Regions from separate parts of the Mus musculus genome. Here region 2 is linked to region 1. A link is a contact called in public promoter capture Hi-C data. All regions are on one chromosome and are shown on one strand. Each heading gives the region's core, a stretch centred on a gene start, on an enhancer-like site or on the middle of the called end of the contact. The rest is flanking DNA. Distances are from core to core; before and after follow the strand shown.

Evidence for each region. Promoter capture Hi-C pulls out the DNA fragments that hold promoters and counts their contacts.
Region 2: a promoter capture Hi-C map of embryonic stem cells shows a contact between it and region 1. The contact joins the promoter of Tmem86a here to the promoter of Plekhf1 in region 1. A contact is called at or near these places in 3 of 39 promoter capture datasets (cranial neural crest, embryonic stem cells and second pharyngeal arch cranial neural crest).

The regions. Positions count from the first base shown.
Region 1 is chr7:38,225,413-38,231,694 of GRCm38.p6, reverse strand. Plekhf1 (pleckstrin homology domain containing, family F (with FYVE domain) member 1) reads left to right here and starts at 3,701. Exons shown (of 2, transcript NM_024413.2): 1 at 3,701-3,754.
Region 2 is chr7:47,047,893-47,053,664 of GRCm38.p6, reverse strand. Tmem86a (transmembrane protein 86A) reads right to left here and starts at 3,025. Exons shown (of 3, transcript NM_026436.3): 1 at 2,864-3,025; 2 at 551-815; 3 at 1-252. The coding sequence starts at 2,884.

The DNA.
Region 1 (6,282 bases), core at 2,452-4,951:
GGTTCAGATGTTCAGTCCATTATCATCAAGGTGAATGTATGGCAGCAACCAGGCAGGAGTGGTGCAGGAGCTGAGAGTTCTACATCTTCATCTGGAGGCTTCTAGGAAAATACTGGCTTCCAGGCAACTAGGATGAAGGTCTTAAACCCATTCCCACAGTGACACACCTACTCCAACAAGGCCACACCTTCTACTAGTACCACTCCCTGGGCCAAGCATATACAAACCATCACAGAACAAAAATACAAAAGAATGCTTCTTAACACGTTAAAATTATAGTAAATTCAGGGCTGGAGAGATGGCTCAGTGGTTAAGAGCACGGACTGCTCTTCTGAAGGTCCCAGCAACCACATGGTGACTCACAACCATCCATAACAAGATCTGATGCCCTCTTCTGGAGTGTCTGAAGACAGTTACAGTGTGCTTACATATAATAAATAAATAAAATCTTTTAAAAAATTATAGTAAATTCAAATATTAAGTGTCCATACTCATACTTGTCTCCATTATACCCATGACTGCTTTCACTATGTGGTGCACTGGTCCCAGAGACCCCTTTGGAAAACCCAAAATACTTACTGCCTGGCCCTTTATACACAAAGTTTGCCAGCCCCTGACTTAGATTTACCGATTATTAAATGTTTGTGTGGTTGTGGTTCTGGGATGGAACCCAGGGCCTTGCACAGAAGTGCTCCCCGGCCAAGACCCTTCTCCAGCTCTCCAAGGATTAAGATTTTGTTGTTTTTACCCCTAAGTGTTAGTAGCTCTTTTACATTTTTTTTTCCTGGGATGGAACCCAGAATCTCTTTTATGGGGATGGGACGGGGCGGACACTACATCCCTAGCCCTCTGCTTCTTGAGCTCAACACAGGAAATCGCTGGCTTAGACTAGGGAGAGACAAGATAATGTAGTGTTAGGCGCATAATGTTTGGTATTCGACAGAACTTGATAAACACGACAATGATAACTCCTGGTGGTCTTTTTTCACACAGGAATTTGCCAAAAACAAAAAACAAAACAAAATAAAAACTAGCCTCCTGACCTTGGGGTTTCCCCGACTCCCTGGTCCCTGTGTCTGGAAACCAGCTTTTCCCAGAAAGGACTTTTTTAGCCAGGGAAGCAGAAAAGGTCTCCAGGAAACTTCATTTTTTCCATAGCTGTGGCTTGGCTGACTCAACTTCTGCCTTTTCCTGAGTCACAAGTTTGTTCTCTTCCTTGGAGAAGGGAGGGAGCCCTCCGCTCAGGCCTCTCCACCCACAGCCAGCCCCCGCTGGGAAGGGGTGGGTAGCTGGATGGTCTGCTTAAGCGGCTCTAGGGATTCCCCACCCTTCCAGGCAGCTTCGGGAGATGCTGGGGCTAGGAGACAGCGGGTACTGAGTTCTAACGGGCCCCGAGTCACCAGTGGAGCAAACCTGGAGACGTTTCCTGACTCCAACATCTGGTCTTTTAGACTCCCTCCTCCAGGCAGTCCCTCTCTGCCAGGTACTGTGTTGGATGCCAAAATGCCAGAACAAATAAAACCGCTCTGCCCTTGCAGGGACCATTCTCATCCTGGTCACCTCCATTTCTCCCTGAGAAGTTCCTCCTCGCTAAGGATGGGTGGCTCAGCCCATGCTGTGGAAACTCAGAGCCAGGCTTTGTCCTAACACTCCAGTAATAGTTACATCCTAGCCTAGGGGACTTCAGACCTTGCCTTCCCTCTGGACAGTGGAGAGTGTGGCTACACCTCCAACCAAAAATCCAAGTGGGATGCATCTGTGGGTTCTAGAGAGTGTTGGGGTCTGTAGTAGAAAATGAGCCCCATCTAAAGAGGGCTGTTTGCTGTGGACAAATATGTTGATGAATATTTCTAATCCCAATCCAGGGTTTCTACCCCAGCTTTGACCATTAATTCCCAAATAAAGGATACATACAACCTTTATACTTCCAATAAGCTTTAATCAGCACAAGAGCTGGGCAGATATCTATCCTCTATGCTATATAATATAATAATTCCATTATATAATTTGCTATGTTTCATCTGGGCTGCTCTTAACTCCAACTAGCCACCCCACATGGAGATTATTTTAAGGTTCTTACCCCATGGCGTTTTCCTTTTTTTTTCACCTCCTTTTTTTCTCCTGGTCGAGGTCTCCTTGACCCCCAAACTGGGGAACTCAAGACCACGCCTATCTCTCTTTTGCCCAACTATTGGCTGTGGGCAGCTTTATTCACCAATCAGGGACAAGCTGGGGGGCAAGGTTACATAGGGCAATTTATAGAGTATGTGCAAGGCTCCCTGGAAGCAACCTGGCCTTGTTATTATATTGTAATTTAGCATTACAATATAAGCAAACGACCAGACCTCTGCATAAATAAACCAATATTGCCAAATCCTTGATTGACTGACTGAGACAAGGTCTCATTATGTAGCTCAGGCTGCCCTCAAACTCCATCCTCCTGCCTCAGCCTCCTGCGTGCTGAGATCACAGGCATATGACACCCAGATCCCTAAATCTTATGATTAAAGATGAGCTAAAGTCAGGGCTGGAGATATAATATCTCACTGGTGGAGTACTTCTCTAGAACTTGAGATTGTGAGTTTACTGGAGGGGGGGCTAAAAGTCTCTATTTTTATGTGTCTTCTCCCCATCTGAAATATTCACAGCAGTGCATTTTGTAAATGATTAAACAAACTTCAAACCTAAAAGAAATATCAATAAGCGCTGGTGGGGTAAGGATGTGGGGGATGGTAGGGATTAAGGGACAGTTTAGGGAAGGGTCTGCCCCTAACACCATCACCAGAGGGCCACACCATCCCCTTCCAAACCCAGTTTGGTCTTGGCCCAGCGGGTACCAGGCTAACCAGAGCTAGTCCCTCTTCAATGTAACCAGTTTAGCAACACAAACTGACACTATAGACTAATATTAGCCCAGCAGTCTAGAGACAGAGGCAAGGCTTCTATGAGTTCAGGGATAGCCTAGTCTACATATAGAATTTCTGGTCAGCCAGGGGTAACAAGACAATAAAAAATGGATGGAGTTGAGAACTGCTGCTTTGTGGCCAAGGAGACCTCTCTGAGGAGGTGACACTGAAATGACAAAGGAGGGAGAGGGCGAAGGGTGGGAGTGGTTTTTAAGGAACCAGAAGACAGTGGATGAGAATTGCGTGGGGGCAGGTGAGATGGGAAAGCAGCCTTGGAATTGAGTTCTAAGTGACACCAGTAGCCAGGGCGGGGTACCTGTTCGTCTTGGATCTACACGATGAATGCCTGGGGTCCACTAAACTAATTTCCTCCCGTGTACTTTTGACATTTTCCTCTAGGAAAAAAATTATAAAGTTCTGTTGATCGTTAAGAAAACGTGTGTCTCTGTGGCTGAAAAGAGTAACATCATAGTAACAGGGGCACCTGAGGGCCCACCACTCCGTCATGCCTGCTTCCCTCACAGGCTGTTCCTCTGACCAGCGCCGACTCAGTCTTGAGTGTGGCGACCAGCAAAGCTGGGAACCGGACTCCAACCAGGAATCAGCCCATCGTCCCCACGCACAACCGCTGCTGACCCGTTTACGGTCCAGCGGTTTAATTACGCCCGCGCACATTTCTGGAGAACTCGGGCCGGCTCCGCCCCCGCCTGCGTGCCAGGGCTTCGATTGGTCCAGAGTCCCTCGAAGGGGCGTGACCAGAGAATTGGAACCCGGAGGCGTGGGCGGCGCAGGGATTGGCGGGCGCCAGTTCGGGACTGGCTGTGCGGACGCGGAGGTTCCTACGGGAGGTAAGCAGGCTACGGAGGGGGAGAGCGCTCCCCTTCCGCCCTCCACCCTGCCAGGTCTGCAGCTGTGGGTAGAGGTGGCCTCAGGAACCCGCATCTGGGGCTCCACTGGAGCAGAGGCTGCTCGCTGTTTTCTGACTTGGGAAGGGGTTGACAGCTGGGACTCTAGGGCCACTGAGTCCCAGGACTGTGCGCGAGTTGGAGAAGGGTTCTCCGCAGAGTCTCTACCCTCTCCTTATCCCGTGATGTTCCGGGAACCTCGTCTTGGCCAGAGACGTCTTGGGTTGGGAGGGACGGTTCTCAATAGCCTCGGATTTGGGACCCTGAAGAGTTTGAGTTCGCGACTCTTCATATAGGAAGTTATTGGTGTGGGACCGGGCCTGGATTCTCCTAGGGAGTAACTGAAGTACAATAAAGAGGTGTCCCCAGGCCTTAGCAGGAGGGAAACCGGCAGTTCCAAGTCTCAGTGGAATGTGTGCACTCCCCGGAGAGGGCGCAGTCCTTAGAATGTGAACAAAACCGGTATCAGATTCTACCCGGTCAGAGGCTGCAGAGGAGGGGCGATCAGTGCTAGAGTCAAGACCCCTGCGGTTTTTGTAAGCTGAAGTGCTTCATTTGCTGTGCGTCCTGCCCACGTCAGCCCTCAGAGCTGCTCAGAGTGGCTAGGCCAGTTAGTTGTCTGAGCACTGGGACCTGGCCAACCCTGTCCCGCCAAGGAAGGAGGGGTTTGGCATTGTGGCCTGCGGGATGGGACTGACTACCCTGTGTGTTATGCGGTGAAAGACACCAAAGTCAGGCAGTAGGAAAGACTACACACTCTGGATTTTAAGAACTTCTGACCCAGGGCATGTTTTTTTTGTTGTTGTTGTTTGTTTGTTTGTTTGTTTGTTTGTTTTTTGGGGGGGTGGGGGCGTGTTGTTTTGTTTACTAGGGCCAAAAGTTTCAGAAGTTATTGTCTCCTTTTCATCATGTGAATTCCCGGGATAGGACATGGCCACAAACACCAGGTTACCCAAAAGATTTTGCTTTTTTTGAGATAAGGTCTCCTTGTATAGTCCAGATTGACCTACAACTCTCTACCTTCCTATCTAATCTTACCAGATGCTAGATTATAGGAATGCCCTCTGGGCCAAAGTTTTTCTACCTTGGCTCAGAGTTTATCTGGAAGCTGGGCCCACTCCTGAGGTTCTTGGGTGGTGACTGTGAAGTGGCTCATGGGCACGGAGTTACAGCCATGCTTTGTGCTTAATTAACATTGTGTCTAGCAAACAGTGGGTGCTAAGAAAGTAGCACCTAAGGGTTTATTTTCCTTAATCTGTTCTCCTGGAGGAAGATTCTAGAAGGTCTCAGTGACTCTGTTGGGTGGTGCCACTCCCTTAGTACCCTTGTAATAACTCTGGAATGCTCACACTGGCCTGTGGACCTGCAAGACAGGCCCTGCCTGCCCCTTGTAACCTTACCTCTTACTCCCGTACCTCACTCCTTCCTGAGTTCAGGGCCCCAGACCTCTCTTAAGGGCTGTACTGCAGTGAGCAAGAGGGCTTGAGGACTTGCATCAGGACAGAACCCATATTGTTGTGAGCCACATCCACACGCAAGGTGTCTTGTGCATTTTACCAGTAAGGGGCCAGAGAGTAAATACATGTTAGATTGTGTTAGTCTGAGTGTGGTTGTATTTCACTAAGGTTGCATTTAGGAAGCCTGGCAGTGGCTCATAATGGGTCTGGATTTTTAGTTTCTGGTTGTAGATCACCAGTCCTTCTCGTTGACTATGTGTTCCTCGGTGCTGGGCATTTGGTTTGCTTCTGCCTCTTGGCTCTAGTAAACACACACAAGAGTATAGCTATCCCTTCCAATCCCTTTGGAGATAGATGCACAGTGGGAAAGGTAGGTATATGGTAAATGTATTTTTAATGTTTTGCGGAGTCTTCAGGTTGTTTCCCATCGTATCTATGTCGTTTTTTTTTTTTCCCTCAAGATGTATTTGTTAATTTTATGAGTGTTTCTATGTCTGTGCACTACACGTATGCAGATACCCTTGGAACTGGAGTTACTGGGGGCTGTGAGTTACTGGTGGCTGGGTCTGTGCAAGCGTATGGAGAGCCACTGAGCCGTCCCCCAAGCCTGTGGCTGTGACAGTTTACATCCCCAGCAGCAGTACACACTCTTCCCACTTTTCCACTCTGGCACCAACTGGAATTTCTTTGCTAGGAACTTTCCAATGGGTATGAGATCTCCTCCAGTTTAGATGGGCTTCTTTAACGGTTTGAAACCTTGTGTGGTTTCTGCTTGAGTGACATTCAGTTGTATGTGCCAACCTAGAGATGCTCACTTCGGCCGGACCTGGGCTTTTGGGGGTTTGTTGTTGGTTTTTTTGTTTTGTTTTGTTTTAATTCATTTTTATTTTTATTTTTATTCATGGGTCTGTATGACTGAAGGCCACATGTATGTGAATGTCTCGGAGGCCAGATGAATGTGTTAGTCCCCTGGAGCTGGAGTTAACAGGCAGTTGTGGCCACCCGATGCGGGTA
Region 2 (5,772 bases), core at 1,776-4,275, 8.8 Mb before region 1:
CGGCCGCCAGCTCTGTCCACCGCCAGGCTGCCCCAACCAACCGCAGCCCTGCCATAGCTCTCCAGCCCATGAAGCTGATGAGGGCCACATAGACCCCCACCAGGTAGGTGAAAGCACCTGACAGGCCAGGGTAGAGCAGGGCATAGCACAGGCCTGACAGCACTCCGATCACCAGGCCTGTCCGCAGAGCCAGTGGCCGCATGCCAAAGGCCGCGGCGTAGAGGATGTGTGCCACGGCAAACATCAGGAGACCTGAAAGGGCGAGAGGATAAAGACTGCTAAAGGAAGGTTTGTGGCTAAAGAGTACTTGAGAGCTTGAGAGAAGGGGACTGGGGATAACCCAGCAGCTTTCCCCCGGGCGCCTAAGAGGGGGTAAGAACAGCCATAGTTTTAAACTCACACTCTCACACTCTCCTTTACAGAACTGGTCCCCAGCCTCAGAAACTCTCCAACTCCCTGTTCCCTCTTCTGCAGCCTCATCCTACCCCAACCAGGACCCTTTTTCGTCCAGCCCCAAGTACCCACCCAGGCAATTCCTGTAACTACTGACCATGTTCAAAGTATCCGTGGTCCTGCCAGATGAGGAAGGCATCACCCACAGCAGAAAAGACAAGTCCCACGAAGATGAGGGAGGCACTGGGGTGAGCCAGCAGAAACCGAACACCATGAGCCAGAAGAAAAAGCCAGAGGCAAAAGATGGGCAGGCACTTGATAAGGGCGCTGACCCACGATGGGCTGGATGAAGGCAGCCAGAGCACAAAATACACACAGGTAGCCTTAAAGAAGGGCACCAGTTTGGGTCCTTCGCTCTTCACCTGGAGGAGACAGAACAAGGACAACACTCAGAGGTTAGGGGCACAAAAGCCCACAGTGAGATCTAAAAATCTTACACCTTTCCCCAAGGCTGCAGTGCACACCCCAGCCCTATACCACTGAGAACAAAGAGTTCTGACAGAGAAACCTAGCCTGTCTGGCTCCAAGCAGCCAGCAGGATGTGAAAGCCATTATCACCCTGAGGCTCAATTTACCAGGACAGGCAAGGGCTCCACTGTCCAGTCACTCTGGTCCACTGTAGGTCCTGGAACTTGGCCAGAGTCGTCACTCACTGAGCCAACAGTGCCGATTAGGATACTCCTTTCTGCAGCCCAGCCCTGTTCCCTCCTGGCTCTCTGCTCTCCCCTTCTCCAGGCACCCCTTACCACCTCTCCCTGTCAGCCTAAGCTCCCAGCTGTGTGGAACTGGAGTAAGGTCACAGGGAAACCACAGAAATGCACTGACTGGCCAACTCATGACCCAAGCTTTAGAGCCAGGACTCGGGCTTAAAGCCCTGGCAACACCAGGTGAGTGTCAGGAATGTAGGGGTGACAGTACCTCCACCCCACAAGCTTTCTGTCCTGCCTGCCCCCGCCCCGACCTTCCACTCTACCTATGTCAGACTAAAGGTGGCATCAAGGACAAAGAGAGGTGCTAGGGATGCTGGGAAGAGAACTAGATCTGTGTTGGGAGAAGAAACAGTGTTTGAAAGGCCAGAGGTTTCCAGGCTAGGAAAAGGGGATGTTGGCCATTTCTTTCCCAGAGAACAAGAGCAACTTGAGGCACCAGAGACAGGAAGGGGGGTGGGGAGGGCTTCTGATCTGGAGCCAGCAGACAGGCTGGGAGGAGATGGGGAACTGAGAGGGGGAAGTTGGCCAGCTGACTGGGTCTCAGCTGGATTAGGGGGAGGGCAGCTAAAGAAAGGTTTTACTCAAGGCCACTGCAGGCAGAGTCTGAGCAGGGGGAGGAGATTCTGCAGATGTTCTGTGGTCTCCCGAAGCTCCTTCCCCTGGCCTGCAAGTTCAGGGTTTCTGAGCATGAATTGGAGCAGTTGAGGTTCCCTATAGACCCATACTCCAACAAAAGTGCTCTGACTGTGTGTGAGCAAGCCACTCCACACAGGACTCTGAAGGGACAAGACACTTAGATCCCCTGGCAACCAGGTACCTGATGCAACTAGGAAAGGGTAGAGAAGAGACATATAGTGGGTCCAGAGTACAAGCCTGCTCTTGTTTTTCCAGAGGTTAGAGATGGGAGCAGAGTTGACACTCCCTTCCCATGGAAACTCCCTTATCAGGGATAGTCAGAGTGAGGGCAAGGCCAAAGGGAGGAAACGGGGGGGGGGGGGGGGGGGAGGGATGCCCAGCTCCACCTGTCAGCCTTCAGAAACATCACCTTTGCATGCCCAGCTCCACCTGTCAGCCTTCAGAAACATCACCTTTGCTCCCCCTCCCCCTACTCCCCAGACCCATATTTCCTAGAAGAAACTGGCAGTAAGTGGTGAAATCATGACAGTCAGAGAAGCCAGCCTTAGAAGTGTGAAGAGACAACTCAAAGGCTGGAGTTGAGAAAGTCTGGAAAGGAGGTCAGGTCAACAGAGAGAGGTCCACCTTCACCTATCGCCTGAACAGCGTTACTAAGACAGAGGCGTCACCTCCTGCACCTACAATATTAAGAGAAACTTGGGGCATTCCCAGGAAGTCGGCACCCCCCTGCACCCTCTCGAATGCTTCCCTGAGGGTCCACCACACAGAACCCTAGGGCCTGCAGCATCCAGTTCCAGGCCAAGACCTGCAGACCCGCTCCAGACACTCATGGATCAACAGTCACGCTTCCGAGTCACGTGCACAATGTTTTCCTCCCTCCCGCGGGCAGACGAGGGGCGCGCGTAGGAGGGACGCTACAAGAGTGAGGAGCTAAAAACCGTGACAGCAGCCGCTTCCCCGGAGGGGACAGCACCTTCCTCCGCCCCCCTCGGCGGCCCGGCTTGCCGCTGCCTCGTCCCAGGCCCGGGGGGCTTGGCCGCGGGCTCGCGCGCTCGCGCACTCACCACAGTGACCGGAGACACCATGGCGGCGGCGGCTGCGGCTGCGGCTGCTGGCACCCGCTCCGGGTTGCACCACCAGGACGCACCCAGAGCCAGGTGAGCAGACGACCGAACAAAGCTGGGGTGAAGCACAATACCTCCCGCGCGCTGGGCGCTCAGAGTACTGTCTGTGAACCCGACGACGTCACCACAGACCCAGCCAATGAACGGGCCGAAGCCTCGTATGGGCGGAGCCCTGCTGGCGGCGCCGGCCGGGCTCCCTCTGTTTCTGCGTTGAAAAGGAGATCCTCCCACCCCCGGGCGTGGGCGTGGCCTTCAGGCCACGCCTCTTAGGGAGGCGTGCCAGGGCATCCCGGAACGTGACGGCGACCCCCAAGGTTGGATAGCCAGCCTGGCTAAGAGACAGGCACACCACTGACCCGGAGCACAGCGAGATGCATCTTCTCTTAACACCGGAACAAAAAGCAAAGGCAGATTCTCGTCAACCTTTAAACATACCATCTAGGCGGATGCAATTCCTTTAAGACATGTCTTTGACAATGTCCCAATGTGTCCCAATGGACACAGAGGATCAACAGACACTCAACGTTCAGCATGGTAAGAGATATGTATCCAGGCACACAATATACTATATAGACTCGTAGTAGCATTAAGCACGCGTGGACACTTGTACACTAAACAAATAAAGCTACAGAAAGGGAGCTGTGGGTTGACCATCATCCTTCACCGTACCATGAAAGACACGATGAAAGCAAGCAGCAGCCTGTATGTGGACCCCATAACAGCAATGAGTAAACAAATTACAGGCACTAGGTTGCCTTGAACATACACCCCTCACAGCTGCAGCAACGGTGACCAAAAGACCCAAAGGCGTGTAAACTGGCTGCCAGAAAAACAATAAAATGGTTATAATACTAGTGGTTTGAAGCATGTTTAGAAGTATGTGTTCAGAATTTGGTGGATTGGCAAGGAGTCAAATGGACTGCAATGCGGCTGTGTTTGCCACTTCCATAGCCTTTGCCTCTGTAGCCTAGATTTCCTCAACTGTAAAATGCATGGGTGACCTCTAAGGCTCTGCTCAATCCAGACACGTTGTGTAGGATGAAGAAGGGGAAAGGTACCTGGTTTCGGGAAGTACAAGTCTATCTAGCAGGCTACATGGGGATGCAGGTTTCCAAATACATCCAAAAGGGTAGGAATGTGGTCTGTAATATACACAAAGCTTTCAGCGGTTGGAAAGGCAAAGAACGCTGGCCACTCCTGAGATGGGGATACAGGGCTGTATACTAGACCCCAACCTCGTGCTGGCCAGGGAGAGACACATACTGAACTCTCCAGTGAGCTCTTCCTGAGGTCATTCTCTTCATTTCCCCCTCCAGGCCTTCCCCAGCCATCCTGGTCCCTAAACTACCGACCTGACATCCCCTCAGAGAGGGACAGCCCTTTTCCTAGTGACAGTATTGACAACCGAAAATTCCAAATGTCATCCAAAAAAGGTGAGAGTCAAGGTTTGAGGGAGGGGAGTCACATGCCTAATCTCTAGGCACACTCATGTTTTTTCCTAGTTAGCAGCTTCTCACCTACATTATCTGAATGAGCAATGAGAATGGCTGCCCCCAAGGCTTTGTCATATACACTATTACCAAATGTGTTGCTCAGAAAGAACATTGAACTGAAAGCAACACGGACTTGGCCCCTCCTTGCCTGGGACTTACTGGTGGTGTAATTGGGCACACGCTACTCCATCTTTGGAGCCTCAGTCTCCCATCAACAGGTTATAAAATCACCACACGCATTTACAAACCTTCCCATGTCACTTAAGGGTGTAGTCAAGCCAGGCATTTTTGTTTCTCTGGACCCTAGTTTGCCTAATTATAAAGATGAGACTGTGAACTTTTAAGAGGATTTCTCTTACTAGGGGAAGAGTGAATGTAGTTGAGGTCAGAGTTGTCAGAACTCCCGGACGTGGTATACAAGCATCTGTGAATTGCCCGAATGGCAACTCTGCTGGGACCAGAACTCTGGTCCTCTGCAAGAGCAGTGCTTTAACCCACCAAGCCATCTCTCCAACCCCTGAGACCGTAAACTTTAATAGTTGGGGCCAGCCAAAATTACTGGAGACCAACATGTTGTTGGTCATAGTGGCACACACCTCTAATCCCAGCACTCAGGAGGCAGAGCTAGGTGGATCTCTTGAGTTTGAGGCCAGCCTGGTCTACATAGTGAATCCAAGATAGCCAGGGTTCTGTTACACAAGAGAAAGAAAAAAAGAAAGTCAATGTCCTACCTTAGCCCTACTAATTCACCAATTGTCATAAGCTTCATATACAAATACCTAAAGATACAAAAAAATAAAAGGTCTAAAAATGTTATTCACAGGATTTTACTACCAGTAGGCAAAGTAATTACATAAGTAGGTGGCCCACAAAAGCATAGCACCACTCCTCCGTGCCACTTCTAAGACTGCCCTCTTGCCCATTCAGAGTTGTTTGTTGTTTTGTTTTGAGACAGAGTCTCACTGTATGGCTCTGGGTAACCTGGAACTCTATGTAAATTAGGCTGGCACTAAACATACAGAGATCAGCTGCCTCTGCCTCCCAACTGTTGAGACTGAATGTGTGTCACCATACGCAGTCCAGATATTTCCTTGGTCCTTCCCTCTGCCCTGGGAGCCCAAGCCCTAGACTTAAGTACGGTGCATCCCAGGACTCCCACTTCTAGTTGAATTCAGCTGAGAGCCTGTCAGGGTGGGAGGAAAACATGGACAAAGCCCACCTGACCAGGCTGAGAATCTGGCGTTTCTAGAAACTATGCTCCTCCCTGGCTAACTCCAGGCTGTCTTCCTAAAACCTCAGGCTTTGGGCAGTGTTGTCTCTGGACCAATGGGCTTTGGCAGTGTGTCTCTGGACCAA